Linked DNA regions of Zea mays: all the other regions are linked to region 1. Evidence: chromatin contacts called from public Hi-C data. All regions are on one chromosome and are shown on one strand. Each heading gives the region's core, a stretch centred on a gene start, on an enhancer-like site or on the middle of the called end of the contact. The rest is flanking DNA. Distances are from core to core; before and after follow the strand shown.

Region 1 (3,660 bases), core at 328-2,827:
TACTTGCAGTAATCATGAATTACGTATTCTGATTACATAGCATGCCAGCATGGGACAATATTAGTGGCTCAACATTCATTAGCACCAAAGACATATTATGTAACATAGTTATTGACCTGTGAGTTGTGATCTCTTGACAACTAAGTTGAATTAGAACATATATTCCTTATAAACAAAAAATCAGAACATATATTCTAGAGATCAAACTAGCATCAAGAAAAGAGTTGGCATGTCAAGTTGTTAACAGTTTCCAAAAAAAAAATTCATGACAGCTTTCATGGGAAGATTCAGCTGCCATGCTGATATTCCCAGGCATGATTCAACCGATAGCCCCTTAAAAACAGGAATTAGGTACACCACCCTTTATATGAAGGATAGGCTGCAGAGTCATTATTTCTGTTCCTAACAGATAAATTGGTCGGTTAACTACAATACAAAAAAAAGGGATGTGATCTATCAGTGTCTTCCTAAAATGAAAAACCATGGTTCCATTATCAAACCAATAATCAAGTTCCACAATGTTCTTAGCAGTAACCAACAAGCATGCTATTCAGAAAAAAAGAACACCAAGTCTCCAATGAACGCTTTAGTGAGTAAAGTAGTTTTCTAAGTGTACTGGTAAGGGAACGGGCCTCTTTGAGTGACCATTGGCCTGCATACGTGCATAATCCCGCATGTATATTCATGAGCGTTTCTCCGTAGTCGTCCATCTCCGTCCATTTGGCTTTCAGACTTGCCATAGCTTTAACAACAGAATAACAATCTAATGTTGGATCAATAAAACTACAGCCCATGGCCATGGCCATAGCCACAAGCCCACGAGTAGCAGACAAAAGATTTGAACGAAACCACTTAGGCTATGTTTCCGTTTCAGCGTCTTCACGGCAACAGCTATAGGCTGGGCTGCTAATTCTAATTGACTGCGTTGTAGTTGCAGTGAACATGGAATCCGTTATGAAACTCCCTGACCGAATGCAGAGCAAAGGCGTGGACTCCGCTGACAATCACAGGCCCCGATACAAAAACGCCAACCTACCCGACCCGGTACACATAGTTCTCCCGAGACTTTAGGATACACGAATCAATCAAGCAATCTTGTGAACGCAGCTCAACCACACGAGAAAGAAGCATCCCACTAGTTTTCCTAGACCTATCATATCGAGCGCATACGTCCTCGAGGAGAAAGAATACTCGGCCAGCCCACCCGGCTTTGATGCCAACCAACAGGAGAAACAGATCCCCGCCGCTCGAAACTAGCCGGACCGAGCTTTCAACACAAGACGAGCTCACTTCGACCAAGGACAACGAGCACCGATTCCACAGGCTAACATCGCCGGGTGTGGGCGGAATATAGATTACAAAAAGAAAAAAGAAAGAAAGAAACGCCAGCCAGAGGCAGCGCAGAGCCTTGCACGTACCGCCATGGGTGGATTGCGCAGAGCAGGGGTCCCGATCCGGGGGGAGGGGTGCTCGGGCTGCGCTGGGTAGAGAGCCTCCTCCCCTTTCTCTGTGCGGTTGCGGGTGGGAGGGGACGAAGAGGAGGAAAAGTCAGGCACAGGCACAGCGGAGATAAGAGCAGAGGAGACGAATCGCTGTGGAGAATTGAAAAAGAAAAGGAAAGCTGGTGACGGAGAACTTGGCAACTTGTACTGAGTCGAGTGGTGGGAGGGGGAGTGCTGCGCCTAAAAATCGATTGTACCCGGCGGTTATCGAGGGGCCCGGGAAGCGTGATGTGAGCCGCGCCGCCGGTGGGGGCCAGTTGGTCAGACGTAGCGTGTGGGTGGGGGCAGGAGAAGAGGCAGGCAGCCGGCGGGGTTTTGACCGGTGCGGCGGCGGCGGCGGTGGCGAGGGGGCCGCACGTCGGTGGTGAGCCCGGTGGAGGAGCGCTTCGCTGGCGCTCGGAATCTCTAGACTGGATCGTAGCCTTTGTTTTACTTCCTACTGCTTGGGTGGGTGTGGGTCCCCGTGGCGTAATTCTTCTCTGCTTGAAATCAAAAAGAGATTTGTTGGAACTTTTGGCCCAAATTCGTCCCGTGGCGTAGCTCTAGAACTGGATCCGAGCTGGCGGGCGATGCGTCGAATGTCAACTGCGTAGGAATTATTATTATTATTTATTATTGTTAATTAGTTTATTGCCAATATGGTATGACAGCTGGGCATGTCATCGTGTGCCTAATACAGCGTCTGGAACCGGACAGAGCTCCGCCGCTGGACCAGGAAGCAAGATATAAAATACTGCGTGCGTTCAGACCTGACACTGGCCTCGGCGCTGTTTCGGCTTTTTACAGATTTTAACCACCAAAAAAGATGTTGGGGACGGCCAAACGATTAGTTTTCCGGTCAGCCAAACGATTAGTTTTTCAATTTGTTAAATATCATTCAAAATCAAAATAAATATATAATTCGTTAAGTTTGTTGAAATAGTAGGAATCTTTTACATTTTAGATTATGAATCCTATAGATAATTTTATCTTTCTCCGCACGTAATCTCAACGATACTTAGGCTGTTTGGTTTGAGAAATGATCTAGTACATCGTCTTCTCACTTCTCACTTTTTTGTTTGGTTTGTCGAATGGATTGAGTTGATCCACCATCACCTAATTCCTTATAGTTATTTAGTTAGTACTAATAAGAGGAATGAGGTCGTCCCACCAAATTTGAGTAATGGACCCATGATACACCATCATATTTTGGATAAAGTGATTCCTCAAACCAAATACCCCTTAGATTATCTCTACAACCATATTCTTTCCATAGTTAAATTGTTAGAAAATTTGATGAGAAAAAAGTTGAACCACCACACCAGTGCCGGCCGTGGAGTCAAGTAAACGGAACGGCACATCATATCATGTGGTGATAGAGATGATAATAAACTCTAGATTTTACACTACAAACTTTAAAAATCAAATCGGATTAGAATCAGATCCTATTACTATTTATTATTTAAAACTAAAATTATTTAAGATCCTAACTTTTTTTAAATGACATTTGGATGTTGATCCATTAACACCCTGCGGAGTGAGCGAACTGTGTAGCCTAGCACGCACGAGTAATTGCAAATTTGCCCTCCTGCTGACTGTTGGCAGTCTTGACGCGGACGCGGACTGCTCTCCCCCGCGCCTTTTTTTTTCTCCGCCATGAACTCCATACAGATCTCGGACACAACTCATTCATTATTGCCTTTTAAAGTTATAACTTGTCCATGCGTACGGATCAAACCCAAGAGGAAGAAGACGCTGGGAGAAAAATAATATTGGCTGCTGAATCTGCTGAAGGAACCACTTTGCAGGAGTTGGGTGTCGACATGGGAACCGTATGCGGAGTTGGCCTGCCAGATGCCCGGCTCCATGTATTTCTCGAAGCCGACCACTAGCATTTCAGCAGAGGGTTTTGTCTCCCATTTTCGATCCTTGTATTTAGCGGTGGAGCATGCTGAGACTAGCTCCAACAAGGAGCTCTAAAGGGTCATGTACCCTAAATTTAGAGGACGAGGACGTCCTCTACTCCCTCCAGCAACGTCCTCTAAACGGTCCTCTAAATTTAGAGAACGCTGCTGGATCCTCTATATGTAGAGTTTCTCTAAACGGTTCTCTATCTATTTGAATACTTTAAACAACCGGTTTAATAAAACTAAAATATGTACAATACATTTGAGAGTAT
Region 2 (3,660 bases), core at 844-3,343, 500 kb before region 1:
TAGGCGAGGAGGAGCCTAGCCCAGGGGTCATACGAGACGTCAGGAAGCCACTCAAGTGGATTCCGTGTTTGACAAAGAACTGCTCTCTTCATCAATACTGCATACGTCATATTAATTGCGTCTCACGCTGAGCCGTGGCGTGGAAGAGAGCAGATCCACCTCCCACTTAGGGCTTGTTCGGTTATTTTCAATCTATATGGATTGGAGGAGATTGATACGGATTGAGAAAGATTTTGACTTATTAGAGATTAAAACTCTCTCAATTCTCCTCAATCCATATGGATTGGGGTAGAACCGAACAAGTCCTTATGGGTTTCTAAACAAATCTTGTGGAGTTTGCTAACAAATTCGTTGCTCAACAAATTGATAATCGACAAAATGCAACGCGAGCTTGGGAGAAAAGATTGGAATATAACTTTAAATAAGACGACCCAACCAAGTCATCCTGCAAGGACACAATCGGGCACGCTGTTATATGCTACCTGTTATATTCTGCCGTGCTGAGAAGGCTAGCCGCCGATGCTTGTGCTCGATCGCGTATTAAGCTCCTCGCCTCGACCTATATGATGCCATGACATTAGCATATCGGCCTCAGTGTCAAGGTGCCACCGCTAGCAACCTCAACGTACACCCACCAACCAGATAAGGCAATGGCGTCCAACAACAACAACATTACAACAACAAAGTAGCTTCGTCTCACAGTCCAATGGCGTCCGGCGGCGCACAAAGCCACACCCAGTCCCAACCTGGGGCTGGGGACGGGGCTAAACCTGCTTCAGGTTCCATGGAATACCAGCTGAGGCAGTACCTTCTGCTGCTGGCCAGTCTGGTTGCTACGGTGACGTACGGCGCCGGGCTAAACCTGCCGGGAGGAGCCTGGCAGGTGGACGACGGGCAGCACCACGCGGGCGACTCGATCCTCCAGGACGCGCACCGCCACCGCTACCTCATCTTCTACTACTGCAACGCCACCGCGTTCGCCGCGTCGCTCGTGGTCAGCCTCCTCCTCCTGGTCCTGGACGGCAAGAACACGGGCTGGTGGGAGGCTCTGCTGCGGGTGGTCATGGTTCTCGACCTGCTCGGCCTCATGGGTGCCTACGCCGCCGGGAGCTGCCGGGACAAGTTCACGACCATCTACTCGGCGCTGCTGGTCTGCGCTGTCTTCGCCTACGTCGTAGCCGCTTTCTGCTGGTACCTCGGCGTGCTGGCGCTGCCGCGCAAGAAGCATAGGGATGACCATAACACTGCAAAAAATAATGACACTAGTGCCGCCAATGTGCATGGCTATGAACGCGAAGAACTGGATGAGGTCCTGATGCTGCTCGCCACCTTCGCAGTCACCATCACGTACGTGGCAGGGCTGAATCCGCCTGGCGGCTTCTGGGGCGACACCAAGGATGGGCACCAGATGAGCGACCCGGTCCTGCAGGAGAACTACTCCAGACGCTACCGGGCGTTCTACGTCTGCAACACCACCGCGTTCGTCGCGTCCCTGCTCATCATCATCCTCGTCGTCGACAAGAAGCTCACCGACAAGCTCTCCGTACGCTTCGTGGCTCTGTATGGTCTGACCATCACGGCGCTCCTGGGCCTCATGGGGGCTTACGCCGCTGGGAGCTGCAGGGAGGTCCACGAAAGCACCTACGTCATCTGCCTGAACGCTGGAGTTCTTGCCTACATCTTCCTCCAGGTGGCCGTCGCCGTCACAGTGAAGAATCGCTGCAGATGCTTCCAAACTGTATGCGATTATGCTTCGAAATGTCTGCTAGGAGTAAAGGGTTGGTGCTTTGACAGACCGCAGGACCACCAACCAGATCCACAGATCAGCAGCGACAGGTGTGTGTGTGTGTTTAATTTCCAGCACAACACAAGTAAGGAGTCACCAGTTGCAATTTAGGACTAACTCTTTGTTATGTTTTTTTGCTTGCAAAGTGCAACTACTACATGCAGGGACCAAAAACACGAAGACGAGGCGGTGGAAGTGGAAAAGGCTCGGTCTCTTGTCATGCTTCTTGCGACCCTTGTCGTGAGCATCACATACCAAGCAGGACTGGACCCACCAGGCGGTCTCTGGCCCGACACCCGAGACGGCCACAGGAACGGTGACCCGATACTCCTGACGACACAACCCACCCGGTACAAGTATAGATGGCCAAATGGGCCGTGCTTAACGGGCCGGCCCGAAGCACGGCCCGTTTAATAGTGCCGGGTCGGGCCCGACACGACAGCCGTGCCGTGCTTGGGCCGCTGTCTCGGCCCGCAGTGCCGGCCCGGCCCGGCACGATTATATTTTTTTTATTTTATAAAACATAGTATATATATATTTAGATTTTATATTTGCTATTTACAACAAATACGCTAGAGTTCTACTGGTTAGCCTCTTACATTTAGTGCTCCCAGCTTAGAAGAGGGAGGTCCTGGGTTCAAAACCCCACTGCGCCCAATTTTTTTGCAGTTTTTCTGATTAAATGGACAACGTGGGCAAATTAAACGGGCCGGCCCGGCACGGCTACCAGGCCGGCGTGCCGTGCCTGGGCCGCATCTGCGGCACGTGGGCCGACCGGGCACGGCCCGTTTAACTGTCGTGCCTAACGGGCCCGTGCCGGGCCGTGCCGGGCCGCCCGTTTGGGCACCTATAGGTACAAGGTGTTCTTCTACAGCAACTCGGCAGCCTTCGTGGCGTGACTGGCGTCCCTCATCGTCATTCTGATGGTCCAGAGCAGATTCCTGCTGAAGCGCCACACGCTGGAGGCGGCCATGATACTGGACCTGTTCGGCCTGATCAGCGCGTACGCTGCAGGGAGCTGCAGGGACGAGACGACCTCCATCTACGTGGTTGCCCTGGCAGGGGTCGTCCTGGTCTACGTGGTCATCCACATCGTCTTCTTCACGCTGGACCACAAGGACAACCACCGGGACAAGGAGAAGCTGGAGACCAGGCGCGAGGTGCTGCTCCTCCTCGCCATCTTGGCTGCGACGCTCACCTACCAGGCTGGGCTGACGCCGCCGGGGGGCTTCTGGCCGGAGAACGACGGCGCCCGCGGGCACCGCGCGGGCTACCCGGTCCTCCACGACAACTACCGCCCCCGCTACAGCGCCTTCTTCTATTGCAACGCGGCGAGCTTCATGGCGTCGGTGGCTCTCATTGTTCTGCTCGTCAACCCCAACCTGTACAGGCCAGGGATACGGTGCTACGCGCTGTACGTGTGCATGGTGGCCGGCATGTTTGGCCTCATGGGAGCCTATGCCGCTGGGAGCTCCAGGGATGTGCGCACCTCCATCTATGTGTTGACATTGGTGGCTGCGGTGTTTGCATTTGTAGCCATAGAGGTATTCATTTTCTGGATCCGCCCCTACTTCCATCTATGTGTTGACGACATTGGTGGCTCCGGTGTTTGCAACATCTGTAGTAGAAGAAAGAATACAACATTAGAAGAGTCGCCGCCCTCTGACTCTAGATCATCAAGAGAAAAGAACGGAGGTGCAGGACGCTGCGAGAAACAGGCAACTAAAACGTCGGTGGAAAAAGCACAGCAGCAAAAAGAGGACTCTGACAAGAACAAGCGTGAATACTTGATGCTGCTAGGTGTCCTTGCCGCGAGCGTCACCTACCAGACTGGCCTCAAGCCACCAGGTGGCCTGTGGCAGGACAACAGCGGT
Region 3 (3,660 bases), core at 638-3,137, 320 kb before region 1:
CGTCCCTTTAGTTTGCTGATATTTTTACCAAAAGGTCTCTTAATATCGTTGTCCAAGGAGTTCCGGTCCAACCTGCAAATCAAGCCAGCTCCAGATTCTATAGGTTGAGGGGGCTGTTAGATAATGTAAAGCGTCTGTTATTAGATCCTATTTTCTTGTTTCTGTCCGAGTCTCCATGCCACTTCGTAACTCATCATTTTAGAATCACAGGAGACATCGTGGCCATCTTTTCGGGATCAGACTTGCATGATATTTGGTTGTAATCTATATATATTTGTACTCGACGTCATAAAGTACATAGCGAGAACAGTTCTTCCTATTCTCTTTCTTACGGTTTGTATTTAAGAAAGATCTAAAGTTCTGAACATAGAATATGTTCTGAATAGGCATATTTTAAAAGTTTATAGACCGTGAAGTTAAGTTATATAAGTAATTTTTATATAACTTCATGCGGTGCAACGACGCACGAACGCCGCCAGGCTTCGGTAGCTCGTGCCGCCGTCCACAACGGCTCTCGACGCAGCCTCGCGGACATTCGCCGCTTTCACTGCCATCGCGTCATCTTCCATAGCCTCCATCACCAGCGCTGTGATCTCCTCCGCTCTCACCAGCGCCTCTTCCCCCTCCCAGCTCCACTGATCAGCCCACACGCCGAGCCCGCAACGGACCACCACGCGGGCGTTCACTCGCTGGTCCGCGAACCTTGGCCACGCCAGCACCGGCACGCCGCTGCTCACTGCCTCCGTCACCGAGTTCCATCCGCAGTGGCTGACGAACAGCGCCACGGCCGGGTGCCTGAGCACCTCCTCTTGCTCCACCCACGACTTGGTCACCAGGCCACGGCCATGCACGCGCCGCAGGAAGGCCTCGCCAAGCAGTTCGCTGAGCTCCCCAGCGTCATCCCTGTCCACGACAGCGCCCTTCACAACCCACAAGAAGCGGTGGCCACACGCTTCTAGTCCGGCGGCGAGCTCCTTGATCTGGTCCTTGGGGAGAGCCTTGCGGCTGCCAAAGCTGACATACACCACAGACCGCGGCGGCTGCTCGTCCAGCCACGCCCTATAGTTCCCCTGTTTTTGCGCTGCCTCCCCTGTCTCCCGGAGGTCGTTCACCGGCATAAGCGGCCCCACGGCGAACACGGGCGGCAGAACGGAGAGCACGAAGCGACCCTGTAGTGCCTCGACGGCCTCCGGCTCCATGGCGTGGAAGGCGTTGACCAGGAGGCCGTCGGCTGTCGCGAGCGCCCGTCCATTCGCGACGAACTGCCGGGTGAAGATGTTGTCGGGATCATGCAGCGCCTGTGGGACGGACGAACTTGGGATGCGGTACACGCCGGGCACGTCAACATCGCCAACGCCATGTCCGGCACCGACGTCGTCGAGGTAGGTGGGAAAGTAGGCTTTGAATGAGAGCATCGTGGCCGACGCGGTGAAGAAGACGAAGCACGGGACGTGGAGCTCCCTGGCTACGGGTATGGCCACGGAGGCCAGCGCCATGTCCACGACGAGAGCCGACGCGCCTGCGCCAGCGAGGAGCGGGCCGAGGAGCGAGGGCGCGCAGCGGCGCAGGGCCTCGTAGCGGAGGTAGAATGGATCGGCGCCGGGGAATTCGGACGACGCGTCGAAAGGGGCAAAGCGGAGGTCCAGCTGCCGGATGGCGGGGAACGCAGCGTAGAGCGCGGCGATGTGGCGGGACTCCGCGGACGAAACTGTGGGCAGCGCCGTCAGGAGGGAGATCTCGCAACCGTGGCCGGCGGAAAGCGCGACGGCGAGGCGGGTGAACGGGACCAGGTGGCCCATGCCAGCACTCGGGAAGAGGACGATGCGCGGGGAGCCTCGTGAGCCGTGGCTGGACCTGGAGGCCGATGATGGTGCCGGCGAGGACATGGTCGATCACCTGGGTTGTGTGGCCGAAGGGGTGGAGCTGATACGTTGGTGTGGCTAGTAAAGTGTGATTAGTGTTGGTGACTGATGCGACTTTGCCAGTACTCCGTATACCACCAACCAACTTCTTTAGTATTTGGATTTTGGACAGATGCATGACTTCCAATGCACTAGGGTTCTTTGGAATGCGTGGCAAATTTGATCTCTACAAACAAATTCGGTCACGCGCACAATAATTGAAGGGCACCTATATTCTATATTCTATATTCTATATTCTATATTCTATGTAGTGAGGTGTTACCACGTTGGGCACGCATAGAACCATTGCCACTCAATTGGACAATTAGGCGGTGCCAAAGTCTAACAATATATTTGTTGCTAAACTTTAGCACTTAGATATTAAATAGAAATGCTGAAACAAGCTAAAAATAAAATGCTAAACTTTAGTATTTATTAGCAGTTTAGTTTCTTTAAGGTGTGCTAAAGTGAGATAAAATTAGTGAGGGACAAGGAAAAGACATCTCCTACTTTTTTTACCTCACACTCTCTCTCCCACACCACATTAATTAGGGTATAGATGTCTTTCTATATTCATTTGCTAACTTTAGCACTTGCATCGAAACACGGGTAGCTAATTCGTTTTACTGTTTCATACAATAGTTAATGTATTTTTTTACACATGTGTATAGATTCGTTATCATCCATTTGAACATAGACATAAAAATTAAGAGCTAAAACGACTAATATTTTGGGACGAAGGGAGTATGTAACTAGTACAATGTCTGGGTATTGCAACAGCACGCCAATCATATTTGATGGTATAGTGCAATGGTACAACATGTGAGGGTCCAGTGGCAAGCCAGTGTGATGGACCATTCCCACAAAAAATAAATTTAAAATTAAAGTAGACCCTCACCAAAAATTAAATTTAATATTAAAGTAGATATATGCCACATACCAGATATTAAACTCTAGATATTGTATTTTATCTTAGCCAAATGCTAAGAAGATACGAGTTAAAAAGGAGAACTGTCCTTTTTTATAGCTATCTCGGTCGCTCATCTCCCTTCAGCTAGCAGGAAAGATGGTCTTCCACACCAGGTCTCCTACCTGGAATGACTTAGCCTTGACCTTCTTGTTGTAAGATTTGGCGACCATGATCTTGTCCTTCTCTATTTCTCCTAGAGCTATCACTCTTTTGTCGGTCACTTCATCAATATTGTCCATCATTGAATTATAATAATCACCGACAGTCAGATCATTTTGCCTGGTGCTCCTGACAGCATTTAGGCTTACCTCTACAGGCAACACTGGTTCCTGCCATAAACAAGCTCAAACGTAGATACTTTAGTAGCGCAGTGTTTAGATATTCTATGAGCCCATGAATCTTCAGACAAGACCTTATGCCAATGCTTAGGATGATCAGATATCTTCTTTTTTACTAGGCTAATCAATGTCCTATTGCTAGACTCGGCATGTCTATTGGCCCGAGCATAATATGGAGATGAATTGAGCAATTTAATTCTATATGATTCAACAAACTCACGTACCTCCTTTGACATAATAGAAGTCCCCTGGTCTATGGTCAAAGTCTGAGAAATGCCAAATCTATGAATAATATGCTCAGTTATAAACTCAATTACCTCTATGGCTCTATGTGTGTCATGTTCTTTAGAGCAACGACTTCAGTCTATTTGGTAAAGTAGTATGTGGCGACTAACCCGAACTGATACCCTTTTGATGATGAAGGATGTATCTCTCCTATAAACTCCAATCC

The links. Hi-C and Micro-C count contacts between places; a contact is called where the count stands out from the background.
Region 2: a Hi-C map of leaf shows a contact between it and region 1, with 7 times the contacts expected there. The contact joins the enhancer-like site here to the promoter of LOC100280613 in region 1. A contact is called at or near these places in 2 of 25 Hi-C or Micro-C datasets (leaf and tassel).
Region 3: a Hi-C map of ear shows a contact between it and region 1, with 3 times the contacts expected there. The contact joins the promoter of LOC100191917 here to the promoter of LOC100280613 in region 1. A contact is called at or near these places in 2 of 25 Hi-C or Micro-C datasets (ear and leaf).

Annotation. Positions count from the first base shown.
Region 1 is chr9:40,828,645-40,832,304 of Zm-B73-REFERENCE-NAM-5.0, reverse strand. It overlaps LOC100280613, which reads right to left and starts at 1,577. Exons shown (of 3, transcript NM_001153531.1): 1 at 1,419-1,577. The coding sequence starts at 1,424.
Region 2 is chr9:41,333,309-41,336,968 of Zm-B73-REFERENCE-NAM-5.0, reverse strand. It overlaps the pseudogene LOC103638291. Among protein-coding and RNA genes, the nearest start is that of LOC100193429, 47 kb to the right of the region's middle. Within about 2 kb of position 2,093, at least 10 of the 20 cell types and tissues checked have an H3K27ac peak or open chromatin away from gene starts, as enhancers often do. A contact at or near this core is called in leaf, where this site is marked.
Region 3 is chr9:41,150,302-41,153,961 of Zm-B73-REFERENCE-NAM-5.0, reverse strand. It overlaps LOC100191917 (UDP-glycosyltransferase 72B1), which reads right to left and starts at 1,887. Exons shown (of 1, transcript NM_001137341.1): 1 at 245-1,887. The coding sequence starts at 1,886. The coding sequence ends at 447.